Linked DNA regions of Mus musculus: region 1 is linked to region 2. Evidence: chromatin contacts called from public HiChIP or PLAC-seq data. All regions are on one chromosome and are shown on one strand. Each heading gives the region's core, a stretch centred on a gene start, on an enhancer-like site or on the middle of the called end of the contact. The rest is flanking DNA. Distances are from core to core; before and after follow the strand shown.

The links. HiChIP or PLAC-seq counts read pairs in DNA pulled down with a chosen protein or histone mark.
Region 1: a contact with region 2 is called in an HNF4G HiChIP or PLAC-seq map of pancreatic cancer cells. The contact joins two enhancer-like sites. A contact is called at or near these places in 2 of 39 promoter capture datasets (liver and neutrophils), 1 of 115 datasets of contacts at active chromatin or transcription factors (pancreatic cancer cells) and 1 of 9 other capture datasets (liver).

Annotation. Positions count from the first base shown.
Region 1 is chr5:64,277,195-64,281,878 of GRCm38.p6, forward strand. It overlaps Tbc1d1 (TBC1 domain family, member 1), which reads left to right. Exons shown (of 22, transcript NM_001310611.1): 9 at 722-850; 10 at 2,137-2,223; 11 at 4,571-4,684. Among named protein-coding and RNA genes, the nearest start is that of Gm38634, 22 kb to the left of the region's middle. Within about 2 kb of position 3,172, at least 48 of the 459 cell types and tissues checked have an H3K27ac peak or open chromatin away from gene starts, as enhancers often do. A contact at or near this core is called in pancreatic cancer cells, where this site is marked.
Region 2 is chr5:63,980,573-63,984,980 of GRCm38.p6, forward strand. No RefSeq gene overlaps it. Among named protein-coding and RNA genes, the nearest start is that of Rell1, 14 kb to the left of the region's middle. Within about 2 kb of position 1,914, at least 24 of the 459 cell types and tissues checked have an H3K27ac peak or open chromatin away from gene starts, as enhancers often do. A contact at or near this core is called in pancreatic cancer cells, where this site is marked.

The DNA.
Region 1 (4,684 bases), core at 1,922-4,421, 300 kb after region 2:
GCTTGTCTTTCCTTTCTAGCAGACAGAGCCGTCAGTGAAGGTCCGTGTGAGCAGGTGTGCTCAGATTGGGGCGTAACTTCTTGGAAACATACTTCCTTGCTAACAGGAGCATCACGTATTCAGTGCCTGTGGGGTTCCACTGTGCTCTGGCTCAGTGTTAGCATAGCTGAGAAAAAGCAGACTGCTTTCATAGGAGAAAGACCGGAAGGGGGAGAGGATAAAGGAGAGGAATTATAAAAAGATATGGGAAGGATGGATTCAGTTGATAAATTTAATTTTTAACTTAGTCTCTCAAATGCCCCCCTAGGTAAGATACTGCTTTATTTTAAAAGGTTGTCAAAGTAGGTTTTGTCCCAGATCCTATGTTCGGTGCTTGCCATATCCCCACCTGTTGTAGTCTCGTAGCACAGTGATCTGATTGGACTATGGTACTCCCAGTTTACTAGGGAAGAAATCTAGGCTCAGTTAGAAAACAAGGCCACAGTTAGGACATCGCAGGTTTCTGATTCAGTAGCCTGAGCGAGCTGGCTGATTAGGTCTGAGCACATTTTCTCATTTTATCTGGGGGAGTAGAATGTGCACGAAACTTGCAGGCGTGTTGCTAAGGAGCACATGGGGCCCAAGGCTTTCAAGAGGATGGGGCCCCACAGGCCATTCCCTCCTGTGCACCAAAGGGTAGAAATTTTAATGGACTTAACTTTTCCTTGTTTTTCTTTTCTAGACACTACAGGTGGCAGCAGAGAATATTGGGAGTGACCTGCCACCCAGTGCTAGCCGGTTCAGGTTAGATTCGCTGAAGAACAGAGCAAAGAGGTCCTTAACAGAGTCCCTAGAGAGCATTCTGTCCCGGGTAAGTGGCACCCTTTCTTCTCACTGAGGTTGAATCATTTCTAAAGCAGAGTCAACTATATTTTATGTTTCATCAGACTTAAAGCAATTATTATCTAGATGTTATTTATTTTTATTATCTAGATGGATTTATTTATTGAAGTAGTGTCACGCTATTTAGCATACCCTGACTTCACACTCCCAATCTGAGTGCCTAGGGCTCCCAAGTGCTGGGAACTTACACTCCTCTTTTTGGTCTATCCCATGGGATTTCCTGCTCCCAAGAGTGTTATTATTTATACAGTTCCTATAAAGGACATGGATTATGCATGCCAGATGTAGGTCCTATTTCCCTGGTGTCCCTAAGGACAACTTGAAAAACTATCCTGTCAGCTCCTTTCGTTGGGTATTTGGAACTCCCTGGAAGCAGATTCATGAAATATTTGACCCATGGGCCAAATCCTATGAACCTCTTTGTTTTCGTAAATTAATTAATTTACACAGTGTCATTCATTCAGTTACCTGTTATCTAAGGCTACGTTTGTACAAAATTGAATACTTGTCACAGAGGCCACATGACTTACAGATGGTAAGATGTTTATTAGACACTTGCTTTCAAGACCAAAAAATGTGCCAATGTAGGGCTCTCTAAGAAGATCCAAGTACCCTGAGTGTCACCTGGAGTTCCTTAGGAAAGCTTCCTCCTACCCTATGAGTGTGAACAGCCTTATGTTGCTTCTAACAAATCAAAACTTGATTTTATGTTAAGGAATCACATCTCTGGAGCTTACCCTATTTTGTCATAGCTCTTCCAGATGTTAGAGCATGTTCCCTCTGAAACATAAACTTTAGTCAGTTAAAGATGACTTCATGAAATGCTATTGCTGAGATTTTTTTCTAAATCCTTTGAGATAATTCAAAGCAATCCAATTATAAACCAAGACTGAAAGGGCTTGCCTTTGAGAGTTCCCAGAGGGATGCAGGTTGATTGAGTGACATCCAGGTGGCCAGTTATGATCGCCCATGACTCAGGAAGGAGCTATTGAGTGTGCTTTGGGGATCATGATAGATGTATTAGGCCACCTTGCTGTCTGTTGTCCCCAGCAAATGACTGATCCATGGGGCTCTGTGGATCATCTAGGTTGGTATGATTCTTAAAATGATGACAGAAATGTGATGGTTAGTGCAGGGTTGTGCTGAGCTGTGCTTGTCAGTGAGTTTATTTTCCGGGCTTATTTAACAAGGCCAGGCTGCTTCCAGATGCTGATGACTTTGGGGCTGTGGCTCAACTGCCTTTTCTCTTCGTAGGGTAATAAAGCCAGAGGCCTGCAGGACCATTCCGCCAGTGTGGATCTGGACAGCTCCACTTCTAGTACTCTAAGTAACACCAGCAAAGTAAGCATGTTTCTTTCAGTGGTCCCCTGAAGATGCAGCCAACAGGCCTGCCCATCTTGACTCTACACAGCTATCAGGACAAAAAAGCCCATGCCCCTCTAGTCATAAAACACTTAGTGCTTCCAGACTTCTCTACAAGTAGAGGGCAAGCTGTGTGAAAAGTTTTAAATAAAAAGGCCAATAACTATTGCTATAAACAGAGAATCAAGATCATATTTTTAGACAGATGAGACCTGATCTGTAACAACCATGGGCTTCTTATCCAAAGTAGAGTTTGTAATAATAAAAGATTGAGACAGCTTCAAAGGTGGGGAGGGGGTTGTGAATTCAGGGAATTGTGCAGCAGAAATTCCTGAGACTGTGGCCTGTAGCTGATCCCATGACCGTGAGAAAACATGATTGTTTTGTTTGAATAAGCAGCCAAGCCTTGCCCCGTGGTCTGCCGCAGGACACAGGTATGATGCATTGCCCGACCGCCTTCTGTGGTGACACACCTACTTGTCCCCTTGCTTTCTATCTTGTTCCAGGGTCATTTACACGTGACGGGACCTGGTTTATTTAACCCTATGACTGCCAGTCAGGAGGCAGCCTTCCTCCATATTGTCAGCATGCTCTGATGTAAGAACAAGGAAGCTTATGAGCCCCAGCCCCTCACCAAAGCTCTGTCCTAGACTTGAAGTTTTCAAAGGCTTCAGATCCTCGCCAACAATAAGAAAGACATTTAACATTTGACATAGTTTGCAAATACACATAGCCCTCCCACACAAAATGAAAATGAGTTAAAATGAAAGCACTCTCTGGATAATGGGCTGCATACACTGTTATTTCTGCTCATTTATTTTTAAGATGCTCCTGGCAAGCCACTAAATTGATATTACTACCTACTGGGGTGTGTAGTGTGTGGTTTGAGACTCATTCCTTTAGATGAGCATGACTCAGACTTTAAGCTGCCTCTGTGCTTCACTTGTTCTGGCTGGGATCTCAATGCTGACACCGCTCGGCAGCAAGACCGTGTCGCTGCTCCTGCTGCTTTTGTAGCTGGCGTTGTGCCGGAAGACCTGGAAGTCAGTCTTCTCCATGTAGCGTTCTAAGTTAAGGCACAGCAGGCCACATCATCATCCAGCCTTCACAGGACACACACTGATTGTACTTCCACGTTCAAGTGTGCAAATGTCAAGTGCTGCTGGTCACCTATTGTAAAAAGATGGCTGGGTCCATAGGTGAGAAGGTACAGTTGAACAAGTAAACCCCACATGAGGGGGAGTGTGACGAGACGAGAGCTGCAGACAACAGATACTGGTGGCTTGGACCTCAGAGGAGTGAGGGGAAGAGGTGTGGTTTGGTAGTAGAAAGCTTGGAGAAGGGAAGGTACTGATGCTACGAATTAAATCCTGTGGAAAGCCTGGGCATTGTGCCAAGGAAGTAGCCAGGGAGTCGGAATTTCAGATACCTTAGTGTTGATTATGAAGTTCTTAAGACTCCCATCCTTTGTTTTTATGTGTCCCCTCCATCCCCTTTTCTGGTTTTGTACCTAGCTCAAGGTGACCTTGATGGCCCAGAACTCCTGATCCTCTGACCTCTGCCTTCAAGGGCAGAAATTATAGGCATGACCACCAAGGTTGATTTGTTAGGACTCTTGTTGAATGTTTGAGCATACAGTAAGGAGGGAGTACTCAGTGAAACTTTAGCTTATTTCTGTAGCATCAGTCGGAATACAAGCCACTTTAAAGTGGTCTCATCTTGCTTAATTCAGGAAATGGTGCAGTGAATTTTCACTGTACTCTTACAGAGGCAGACAGTGGAATGCAGCAAGAAGTTAAATGACTTCCCCTGAATTATGGCAAGTCACATGTGATAAACATGTCTTTACTCCAGGCAGAACATACAGTATAGTTTTAGCATCAAGAGTGCCAAGTTAAATCTCAACATTAGATCAGAGTCAGAAAGAGCCTTGAACTGTAGGTAAACATCCATGAACATACTAGGCAAAGATAAAGAAGTTGGTTAAGTGGTGGGAACTCTCCATACAGGACCATACTTCCTATAAGCCTGTGAAAAGCCTGTTCTCTGGAGTTAGCAATCTGGTCATGGTATTTGAGCAGTCAGTGCTGCAGCTTGTGAACTTCATTATTATTTTTGGAACTTTCCCCATCTTTGCAGGAAGCAAGAACTTGTCTCTGAGAAGCAGGTGTTATTATATAACAGCTTTAATACCCTTATATCTTTGGTAACCTCTAGATGACATTCTAGTGAGACAGTCCTATGAATGTAATGTATCTGTGTGCTTAGATTGCCAGTCCCCCCATTCCCCTGTCACATATCTAATCTGCTGTCTGTCTGCTGTTAGGAGCTGTCCATGGGTGACAAGGAGGCCTTCCCCGTCTCTGAGACCTCCTTCAAGCTCCTTGGCTCCTCAGATGACCTGTCCAGTGACTCAGAGGGCCACATTGCAGAAGAGTCT
Region 2 (4,408 bases), core at 664-3,163:
AGTGCCGTTTGTTTCCCCGTCCATCTCTTGTAGCTGAGGACTCTCAAAAGTCAAAAGCAGTTTGATCCTGGCCAAGAGGGAGTAGACTGAAATGTCACTGGGGAAATTTGTGCTGGACCTTTCTTAAACAGTTGGCAGCTAAGGGGGAGGAAATATTGGATGATTGTTTGATTTTTGTGTTGTTGTTGTTTCAAAAAAATTATTTTTTGAGACAGAGTCTCATGTATCCAAGGCTCTGTTTGTGTTGCTTTGAACTCACTATGTAACCTAAGAAGGCCCTGAACTTCATCCTCCTGCCTCAACCTCCTGAGTGCTAGGATTCTAGCCAGGTACCATCATGCCTGGTTTATGCAGTGCTGGGACTGGACCCAAGGCCATGTGATGCTAGGCAAGTGTTCTACCAACTGAGCTAGAGCCCCAGTAGGGTGCTGCTTGGATGCAAAATGTGAACTGCCTCAAATACTGTCTACACAGAGGGGATTAAAATAAGAACTTTAAATTTCATCAACTGACCCTAAGGTAGATCGTCAAGCCACCAATAGGTAGCTAGGGTCCTGATTCTGGTCTGTAGCGTGTTCAAACACTTTAACATGGATGCTCTGAGTCAAGAGGACAATCAGGACATTGGCGGGAGTTGCCTCTATCATGACATTAGGCAACACTATCAAATGAATAAAAATTCTGGCTGTTTCATTGTTTAATCGTTCACTTTCTTTTTATCCTTCAAGAAGTACCCGCCTTACTAGACCTGGTAGGAAAGATCAGTGGTTCCAATTAACAGTAAGACTGAGGAAAGAGGAATTAGTGAAAGGCCATCTTGGAAAACTTAACAGGACCCCGTCTCGATACAAAAAAATTAAAACAAAACAAAAGATGGGGTGAGGGTGGGGCTATAGCTTAGGCTTCTTGATGACTAGGCCTTGCCGAATACTTGTGTGAGAAGGGAGCATTCGGTCTGCACTAGTATGTAGCCACTAGCCACACATGTGGCCACTGGACATCCGAAATAAGGTCAGTGAGAAAAAGAAAGGCAGTGTCAAATTTTTATTTAGTTTATATTCAGTTAAAGCTGAATGAAGTTGGCGGCTACCATACTGGAAAGCTCAACGAGGGAAAAGACGAACACATTTGAGCATGCCTGGGTTTACCAAGCAGCATTGTAAAGATAAACCACTATAACTGAAATATCTACACCCTCTCTAACTATCAGCACGTCAAATATCCTTGCGCTTCCCTACAGCACCTCCCCTCTGTCCATTATGTTGTATGATGATTGGTTTTGATAATTAGCAATATACAAATGGTATCTAAAAAAACTAGACAACTGGTATTTTTACTTTACACAAGGCATGGTGGTTTTAATCGCCGTAGAAGACACTCTCCTTTTATTGTTTTATTATTATTATTAATGTTAGTCAAGATTTCTCTGTCTCTCTGTGACCCTTGCTGTCATGGAACTCACTATGTGCAGACCAGGCTGGCCTCAGATTCACTGAGATGGCGTGCCTTTGCCTCCTGAGTGCTAGGATTGAAGGCTTGCACCACCATGCCCAGGTGACCTTAAAGACTTTTAAGAAAGTGTATGTGGTGAAGATGAATAAGGTTTTGCAGATATTTTGAGGTAGTTAGAGATGGAATGAATCTTGGGCAAATATGAATACCTCCCCGACCCCCATCCTCTCCCTCTGAGCAGGACATTTTACTTTGTATCTGAAGGCCTTAAAACAGACTCCTGTTGTTCAGTGTCCCACTCTGACACCTGAGGCAGTTCTGTGAGCCAGGCTCCTGCAGCGTGGTTCCAGCCTAGGAGTTCTTCCTTCCTATCCCCGGGTGAAGTGTCGGCAGAAGCGTTCTGCTGGAGTTGGATTCTTGGAATCCTTGTCAGCCTCCTGTTGGATCCGAGCCATCAGAGTCTCCCGGTTGCCTTCCTGAATGACCGCGCTTCTGCTGAGAGGGTTGATTGGCTCTGAGTCACACCTTAATCTTTTCAGCAAACAGTTTTCTCACTGCGTAGCTTTCTGTTCCCACAACAGGATATCTGGACGGAGTGAACAACTTTCCAGAACATCAGGTGCTTAATCCCCTTTTCCTTAACAGCTCGTTCCCTAATTTGTCCCTTTTGTCACTTGTTTTACTATAAAGAGCAAAGAGAAAGCAGGTGGAAACTTCCACTCTTTACTTGACTGTTCTGTCAGTTGATTTTATTCCTTACTTATTCTGCTTTGCACTCCGTACAGGAACCCATTTCACAGTCTTCTGCTACTTTGTAAGACAAATCAAGTTTCCTCCTGTGTATCCACAGGCATGTTCATCATTTTCTTCTAAGTCATCACCAGGAACCTTCAAGGCTCATCTTTCTACCCACTGTTTCTCCAAGGGAATCCAGGCTCTTTCGGTCACGGACTTCAGAATTCTTGATGTGTCTACTGAATATCCAGAGTAACTTCCATTTATAATATATACGGTGTTTTAGAAGTTCCCCACTTCCCAGTGTTTGTATTGATGTCTTAGCGTATCTGTAGCAAAATGGCACAAACTGCTTGGCGTAACAGCAGGCATCCTTTGTCTCACAGATCTGGAGGGTTCTGCTCCCTCTGAAGCCTTTAGGAGAGGATCCTTGTCTCTTCCAGCTTCCATTATCCCCAGGCATTCCCTGATCTGGTCTGTTTCTTCTCCCCTTATGAGGACACCAGGTCATATGGTGCTAAATACCTACCTTACTCCACTATGACTTCATCTTAGCTAATTAAGTCTGTAATGACTCTATTTCCAAATGAGGCTACATTCTGAGCTACTAGGAGTTAGGACTTCAACATATCTTTAGTGGGAACACAATTCAATCTATAACTAGATAGATGATAGATGATAGATAGATAGATAGATAGATAGATAGATAGATAGATAGATAGATAGATGATAGATAGATAATAGCTCTTCAGAAATGTATACTGAAGGGCACAAGAGAAAGAACAGAAACATGAAGCACTTCTACGAGCTCTGCCTGAAGTCAATTTGCTACTGTAAGCTTGAGGATGGATGAGAAAGGGCCAATCAGTGAAGGCTGGCACTTCTCTGGAGTGTAGCATGGGAAAACGTGAGAATTGAGGTCATTAGTACACTCAGCTCACTTGAATGGGTTTAGTCTGTGCTTCCTTGATTGATATGGAAGTTGAACACCTTTGCATATATGTTTATTGGCCATTAATATTCCGTCTTTTTTTGTTTGTTTTTGTTTTTGTTTTTTCTCTGTATAGTCCTGGCTGTCCTGGACTCACTCTGTTGACCAGGCTGGCCTCGAACTCAGAAATCCGCCTGCCTCTGCCTCCCAAGTGCTGGGATTAAAGGCGTGCGCCACCACCGCCCGACTTATATTCCATCTTCTAATATGAGTATTTGTGTCTTTTGTCTACTTATACATTGACCTTAATTACTCTCACATTGACCTCTATCTAATACTGTGTGTGATGTGAAGTAAGAGTGTGCTTGCTTGCTTGGCCTTTGCCCAATGACCTGCCTTCCTGGCTAAACCCATCACGAATCAAGCTTCTGTGACCACGATGTCTGTCCTCAGCATTTACATTCTACTCTCCAGATCCCTTTTGCAGGCAGCGCACTTCCACACTCGTGACTCAGAAATCATTGTTTGTATCTGTGATGACAAGTGTCTGTGTGTTTTGCTCTTGTTCCAAAATATCCTGACTATTCTTGACAGTTCCTTTTCACTTTACATTTCAAGATCAGGTTATCAAATTCCATGAAAAGACTGTAATTTTAATTTTTTTAATCTTATTTTTTTTTTTTTTTTTTTTTTTTTTGGTTTTTCGAGACAGGGTTTCTCTGTGTAGCCCTGGCTGTCCTGGCACTCACTTTGTAGACCAGGCTGGCCTCGAACTCAGAAATCCGCCTGCCTCTGCCTCCCGAGTGCTGGGATTAAAGGCGTGCGCCACCACGCCCGGCTTTAATCTTATTTTTAACGATGGTTCTGAAACACTTCAGCCTTCCTTGTAACCTACTACCCACCAGAGGTAGTGGAAAAGAAAGGATGGGGCGGGGCGGGGCGGGGGTGGGGGTGGGGAATGGACCTGTTTAGAAAGGTTCTTCGGATTAACTTCCATCTGTGATGTCTGGAAATCAATAGTTTAGTTCACTGGTTAGCAGGCAGCAGCAGCTTGATTCACTTGCAAACACCTCACAGATACACCAGCAGTCCAGTTCAATAGAGTCCGGATGGCAACAGCGGTGACACGACAGCAGACAGCCAGGCCTCAGTCTCAGCTCCAGTCAGCAGGAGGGACCAACAGGAACACCAGGAGAAGTTCTCGGCTGTGCCTCTCTCAGGGAAGTGAAGGTCAGCCGAAGATGTGAGACCCACAAGCATTGCACAGCTAGCTGTACCAGCAAGCCAAAC